Linked DNA regions of Sus scrofa: region 2 is linked to region 1. A link is a contact called in public Hi-C data. All regions are on one chromosome and are shown on one strand. Each heading gives the region's core, a stretch centred on a gene start, on an enhancer-like site or on the middle of the called end of the contact. The rest is flanking DNA. Distances are from core to core; before and after follow the strand shown.

Evidence for each region. Hi-C and Micro-C count contacts between places; a contact is called where the count stands out from the background.
Region 2: a Hi-C map of fetal liver shows a contact between it and region 1, with 1.8 times the contacts expected there. The contact joins the promoter of LOC100154873 here to the promoter of CPNE3 in region 1.

What each region holds. Positions count from the first base shown.
Region 1 is chr4:50,343,934-50,347,637 of Sscrofa11.1, forward strand. CPNE3 (copine-3) reads right to left here and starts at 1,467. Exons shown (of 16, transcript XM_021089156.1): 1 at 1,284-1,467. It overlaps RMDN1 (regulator of microtubule dynamics protein 1), which reads left to right and starts at 953. Exons shown (of 9, transcript XM_021089160.1): 1 at 953-1,192. The coding sequence starts at 1,064.
Region 2 is chr4:51,209,851-51,213,629 of Sscrofa11.1, forward strand. LOC100154873 (carbonic anhydrase 2) reads right to left here and starts at 1,586. Exons shown (of 7, transcript XM_001927805.2): 1 at 1,301-1,586; 2 at 1-192. The coding sequence starts at 1,334. It overlaps MIR9858 (microRNA 9858), which reads left to right and starts at 1,733; the gene lies at 1,733-1,810.

The DNA.
Region 1 (3,704 bases), core at 217-2,716:
ATTCCGTATCCTGTGATAAACCATAAAGGAAATCATATAGAAGCACTGGACTTGGAGTTAGAAGATATGGATTCTACTCTACCAACACCTATGAGCTATGAGTCCTGGGCTAATAAATCTCTTTGAGCTATAGTTCACGAGTTTATTAACTTGGGACCCCAGTTACTTAACAAGGTAGTTGGGAAGTTCAAATGAAATGTGTGTGTTAACTCACTATGTAGTATTAAAAGTACTATATAAGTGCAACCTAATTTAAAAAAACAATATCTTCCTTTACTGCCCATAATTTTTCCCCATATATTCCATATAGTAGGTTTGCAGCTTGGGTTTTCACCAACATCAACTCTGAAGCAGGATTCAAAACCTGTTTATTCCCTCTACAACAATTCCAAGCCAGTGAGAAGTAATATCGACCTTACTTAATATTTTGAGGGGAAACTAAGGGTTTTATTTCACACTTGCCATAGCATAGCAAGGCGTCAACTTCCTGTCCAGAGGCCTCCTCTCCCTAGGCTTTCTTACTAGACCAGCATGGGCTTCAGGTTCTGTGTTCATTTCTGGCATCTCTCTCCTCCCTGGGAAACTCCCCTTCCCCCCCCCCCAGTCTCTCAGTCTCTTCTATTTCCTTCTTTAGGTGGAGCAGTTTACTACTTCCAAGCATTATTTCCTAAAAAACACACCAAAATGCTCATCTTTGAAGGCAGCAGAGAATAACAAATCATTATTTTCTTGCATACGTAAATCCTCTGGCCTATTTCCCAGCTTTCAAGTCTGTTCTGGCGATCTCTCCTGCCAAAACCAAGAGACCCAGTCTGCACAAGGAGCGCCAATAAACCAGCGGCCAGAAGGGCGCTTACCACCTCAGTCCCCTCGGCCGCTAAGTCCCACCCAATCGGTCTATTTCCCTCCCCCGCCAGACCCGTGGACCGGAAGCTGCTGCGCTAAAGAGGCACCGCCCCGGAAGTCGGTGGGGCTTTCTCGGGAAGGACTGTGACTCCTTTATCTCCGCCCGGCTGGGTAGCGAGCCCAGGGGGTGAAGGGTCAGGCCTCTGGTTTTTAGATCATGGCGCTAACCTTACGACTCTGGCGCTCGCTCCCTTTGGGACGGAGCTCCGCGCGGGCACTTCGGCTCCCGACGGGTGCTGCTGGCAGCCGTGGGCGGTGCGTTCCTTGGCCACTCCGCGGCTCTGAGGTACCCTCGCAGTCCTGGCTCTCACTTCCCTCCCCTACCGGCTGGACTCCGGCAGCCCCTTCCTTCTTCAGGCTTGGTGGCCTGGCCTCACCTTAGGAACTGAAGGAACTTGGGCCAGATGTGCCAGGAACGCCCCCGGTGAAAGCGACGGACTAGTCCTCTCCCTTTCGCAAGGCTCCTTTTCCTCTCTGAAAACTGGGGTCGGAGGAGGAGGAGCTCTCTCATCTACCCGGAGACTCTGCTCTTTATCTTTTCTGTGCAAATACGGAGAGAGCAGTAGGAGGGAAGGTCTTTGACCCCTGTGAGATAATTTTCGTTTTTGATGATTGCCGTATACAGTATACAGTAACAGCACTCTGAAAAGTTTGTGGTGTTTTGGTTTTTGAAAATTTCTAGGATTCAGAAAGATTTTATATTATTTCCTTTTAAAAATTATGTTTGAGTTTATTTTATTTGCATAATGTTAAGGAAGTATGTTGGGGTGTTGGATTGTCATCCTAGTTTTGGCATTTCTCTTTTTTTACTTCCGGTACCTGTGTTATATGGAAATTCCTGGGTTAGGAGTAGGGGTTGAATTGAAGGTGCAGCCTCCAGTTTATGCCACAGCCACAGCAATGCTGGATCTGAGTTGCATCTGTAACCTACACTGCACTGTGGCAAAGCCAGATCCTTATCTTGCTGAGCAAGGCCAGGGATAGAACCTGAATCCTCAGGGATACTGTGTTGGGTTATTAACCCAATGAGTCACAAGGGGAGCTCCTGGCATGTCTGTTAGACTATTCCTAGGCCTTGGTTTGTTTAATCTCTGAAAGGGGGTTGAAAGGTGAGATGGAGCATCCGTGCATGTGATATAATTTAGGTAATAATAGCCAATACTCCATTTTCACTTCTGCATATTCTCTTTCTTCCAAGGGAGTCAGTAAGTTCAGCCTGTTACAATTAAGGGTAGTGAATATTAGAAAGCAAGGCTCATTGGGGCCCATTTTTTTCAGTTTATTAAACATTTTTTATTAAAATATAGTTGATTTACAATGTTCTATTTCTGATGTACAGCAGAGTGACCCAGTGATTTATATATATATCAATATATATATATACACATTCTTTTTCTTATATTATTTTCCATCATGTTCTGTCATAAGTGATTGGATATAGTTCTCTGTGCTATATAGCAGGACATCATTGCTTATCTAGTCTAAATGTAATAGTTTACATCTACTAATCCCAAACTACCACTCCATCCCACTCCTTCCCCTTTCCCCCTTGAGAGTTACAAGTCTGTTCTCCTTGTCTGTGAGTCTGTTTCTGTTCTGTAGATATGTTCACTTGTGCCATATTTTAAATTGCATATCACATGGTGTTTGTCTTTCTCTTCTGACTTAGTTCATTTAGTTTAAGAATCTTTATTTGCATCCATGTTGCTGTAAATGGCATTTCATTCTTTTTTATGGCTGAGCAGTATTCCATTGTATATATGTTCCGTATCTTTTTAATCCATTCATTTGTCAATGGACATTTAGGTTGTTTCCATGTCTTAGGTATTGTGAATAGTGCTGCTTTGAGCGTAGGGGTGCATATTTTTGAATGAAACTTTTGTCTGGATATATGCCTAGTTGTGGGATCACTGGATCATATGGTAGTTCTATAATTAGTTTTCTGAGGAATCTTTCATACTGTCTTCCATAGTGGTTTTATCAAGTTTCATTCCCACCAACAGTGTAGGAGGGTTCCCTTTTCTCCACACCTTCTCCAGTACTTGTTATTTGTGGATTTATTAATGATGGCCATTCTGACCAGTGTGAAGTGGTACCTCATTGTAGTTTCTTTTTTCGTTTTAGGGCTGCATGTAAAGCATGTGGAAGTTCCTGGGCTAAGGATCGAATTGGAACTGCCAGCCTACACCACAGCCACAGCAACACCAGATCCAAGCTGCATCTGCAGCCTGCAGCACAGCTTGCTGCACTGCTGGATCCTTAACCCACTGAGCGAGGGCAGGGATCAGACCCATATCCTCATGGATACTGGTCAGGTTCCTAACCCGCTGAACCACATAGGACTCCTCATTGTAGTTTTGATTTGCCTTTCTGTAATAATTGGTAATGTTGAGCATTTTTTCCTGTGCCTGCTGGCCATCTGTCTATCTTCTTTGGAGAAATGTCTATTTAGGTCTTCTGCCCATTATTCAGTTTTTGTTTTGTTTTTCCCTGCTGTTGAGTTGTGTGGGTAATTTTGTATATGTTGGAGATGCCCTTGTTGGTTGCATTGTTCGCAACTATTTTCTCCCATTCTGTAGGTTTTCTTTTCATTTCTCTTATGGTTTCCTTTGCTGTTCAAAAGCTTGTAAGTTTGATTAGGTCCCATTGGTTTATTTTTGTTTTTGTTTCTATTGCCTTTGGAGACTGACCTAAGGAAACATTTGTACAGTTGATGTCAGAGAATGTTTTGCCTATGTTCTCTTCTAGGAGTTTTATGGTGTCTTGACTTATGTTTCAGTTTTTAAGCCATTTTGAGT
Region 2 (3,779 bases), core at 336-2,835, 870 kb after region 1:
TGTCCTGGGAGCTATCAAACTCCACGTTGAAAGAGTGGCCGTTGTTGACAATTCTCTGAGAAGTCGCTTGCTCATAGCAAAGGGACAGAGGCTTCAGGGCAGGGTCGTGAACAGCTGTGCTGGTGTTGATGTCAACAGGGGACTGGCGATCTCCCTTGGCGATGGGGAAGTCCTTATGCCAGTGCTCAGGTCCTGAGATTGAAAAGAGACTGTGTGAACCCCCCACTGTGGGGAAGGACAAACCCAGACCCCTAGAAAAGAGCAATGGCTCTGGAGCCAATCTGTCTGGCTCTAATTTTGGCGGCATAATTAACAGCTGAATAACTTTAGTGAAACACAATCTGTGCCTTAGTTTCCTCATTTGTATTAAAGGTTGATGTGAGAATCAGAATCAATATACGTAAAAGCTTTTAGAACAAGTAGTGAGCACCATATAAATATTAGCTATTTTATGTTCCTTTTACTGCCATTGAGTGACTGACATTAGGCTTGTGATTAGGATTTGGACGATGCAAGCTCACTTAAGACATTCCAGCAGATGGGGATTCCTCTCTCTTGTCCTTTTACTAGATCAGTAAGGTCAGAATCACTGTTCAGGCAGGGCAACCCTGCTTTAATGGTTAGGATTCCCACGATCTAGAAAGCCCCAAACCCCCAAAGAGGCTCAAGGTGGTTTAGACACATTTTTCTCTTTGGTCTGCTGGTTCAGGAGAACCCAGATCTGTGACGCCGATAAAGCCGGGTTCCTGGTGACTTCCTAACATTAGAAGCGGAGAGACGAAGGAAAAACTCAGAAATCAGCGCAGTGGATTCAAACCACCCCAAGAAAATGCCCCGGGACACTTCGTGCTGAGAGTCTCAGCCACAAGTGGTGCTGAAGATGAACTGGGGGTAGGGTAAGGTAGGGGGAAAATAGGGTCCCCTAATTTCTCTGCGATCAATAACTAAAATGTATCGTTACAATTCGCCCTAGTTTCCTCCTGGGTCGGAATAGGATGGTCTCCGGCTCGTGACCCGGGAAGGGCTGTCCTTGGGTCCCACTGCTGCTTCTGCGCGCCCCCTTCCCCCGGCACCGCGCGCCACCGCTGGACGCAGGGATTCCTCGACAGTGGACTCCGGCTCTGAGCTGGGGGCATCCCGCGCCGGGGAGCCGCGGGCGCGCGGGCAAGGCGTCGGGGGCGCACCTGAGCCTCGGGTGCTCCAGGCGGCAGCGGGAAATAGCAGGTGCGTGCGCTGCTGGGCCCCAGAGGGGCCCGGAGCCCCAGGCGCAGACGCCGCCCCGCCCGCAGCCCGCACTCACCGTTGTGCTTGTCGTATCCCCAGTGATGGGACATGGTCGTGCCGCTGGTAGGGGCAGGGCAGGAGTTGGCGCCGGTCTAGCGGCGGCTGCTGGAGCGCCTGCACCGTATGTCCGCGGGTCGCGCCGTCGCTGGTATTTATAGGCTCCCGCCAACTTCGTGCTCGGGGGCGGCCGGGGGGAAGGGGCCCTGGGTGGACCTGGGCGACTGGGGGAGGAGGTGACGGGCGGAGGTGATCTCCCCGCGCTCGGGGCGGGCCAGGAGGGCGAGGCTCCGGGGGCGGGGAGAACGCCCTCTCGGCGGGCGCTGGGCCAGGTTCAGGAGCTCCTCTCCCGCCACTCGTCTCCCCTCGGCCTGCGGCCCGACCTCGGGTCCCGGCCCCGGGTCCCTGGGCCTCCACGAGGCTCCGTGCTCCCCGCGCGCGTGGCGGCGGCGGCTCCGGGGTTCCTGAGTCGGACTGGGCTGCGGAGCGTCTACACGCACCCCATCCCCCTCCGGAGCGCTGAGGCTGGCGGCGGCGCTGACTGCTGAGGACCCGCGTCCGGTATCTCTGATCCCCTGTCCCCTTTGTGATTGCATCCCTGGCCTAGGAGCACTCCAGCCCCGCCCCATCGGCCCCACCCACGCCGAGGTCTCTAGCTCCAAGGGCTTGCTCGCGGGCGTCCCGGGCTTGCTTAGGAGCTATGACCTTGGGGCAAATAGGGATACGGTCCTTGAGGCGCTAGGGAGGGAGAAGCATCACGCTGAGAACTACGCGCCCCCTGCTGGAAGGCTGCGGAATAAACCAAGAAGGAGGGAGAGGGTGTCTTCGATTCAAGTCCGAAGAATGCATTTCCTTGAAAGCTGTCAAGGTCTCTTGAAATGTTCACCAAATGTTTGTTCATTCTACCTTCTTTCTTCTCTTTCAAAATACACTTTAGAGGAGAGACTTCCTAGTGGAGTACGTATTGATTTAAAGCAATCAAAACTTCTAAAAATCACTTTTTTTTCACAGGAATTGGGTAAAAGAAAGACTGTCTTGCAAAAAGATAAGAACTTTCCCTGGCTGACAAAGGAAAGTGGGCATCTGGCATACCTAAGAACTAATTCAAAGAAACTGAAGAGTGGACATTTTTGAGTCAAGGCAGCATTGTGGCTTTCCTAGGCCCTAGGCATTTTGCCCTTATTCATTTCCTTTTCGTGGGTATGTGAGGCACCGTTTCTCCTGTACCCAATGCCCTAAGTCAGGATTATTTTGAGGTGTGAACAGAATTCATTTCCCTCAAGGGACTTTGTCACAAAAAGGGGAGAAGGGTTTTCTGTCCTGTGAATCTCTGAGATCACTAAGAGCATAGTATTAAAGTTAAACTTGGGGCAGCAGGACACAGTTTCACACAAGTCTAACAGCCCTGACATCACTCATATAGATAAATAAAAGGATAAATTATAATATTAGTGTAAATTATTCCAATGTTGATTTTAAAATCATTATTTACTTTTTTATTTCAGTCAATTCCATACAAACAGAAATGATTCAGATTTAGATACATTTGGTCTTGTCCTAAGACTCCAGGAAAGTGTGTACCTCTTTGTGGGGTTTTTTGGGTGGATGTCACCAGTGAATTCTTAGGCAATGAGCTATTTTTGGTTTCTAGGACCATCACAAAATGTAGTTCGTAGTTACAGAGAATTTTGTATTTGTAGCTGCATAGTCTCTCATGGAGGCTATACAATAATTTTTTTTTTTTTTTGGTCTTTTTGCCATTTTTCTTGGGCCGCTCTCCGCAGCATATGGAGGTTCCCAGGCTAGGGGTCAAATCGGAGCTGTAGACGCCGGCCTACGCCAGAGCCACAGCAACGCGGGATTCGAGCCACGTCTGCAACCTACATCACAGCTCACGGCAACGCCGGATCCTTAAACCCCTGAGGAAGGCCAGGGACCGAACCCGCAACCTCATGGTTCCTAGTCGGATTCATTAACCACTGAGCCATGACGGGAACTCCTATACAATAATTTTGATTCTTTGCATAATTTTCAAATATTTACTTAATTCAAAAGAAGAGGGCCTCGATAGTTCCTGTCGTGGCTCAGCAGTAACAAACCTGACTAGTATCTGTGAGGATGCCGGTTAGATCCCTGTCCTTGCGCAGTGGGTTAAGGATCCTTCACTGCCATGAGCTATGGTGTAGGTCAAAGACGCGGCTCCATCTGGCATGACCGTGGTGTAGGCCGGCAGCTACAGCTCTGGATTCGACCCCTAGCCTGAGAATTTCCATATGCCATGGGTGCAGCCTAAAAAAGACAAAAAAAAAAAAAAAAAAAAGAGGGCCTCACAGTTGCCATGAGACTCTTCACTAAGCCCTGGGGATGTAAAGCTGGTAAGTGCAAAGAGGTGAACACTACCATCTATGAATGTAACATGGTTTCTCAAGATTCTGTGAAGGTCGTCAGGCTTTCAAATCTGCTTGGAATTCTTGTCGCTCATGTTCTGTGAAGCTGGG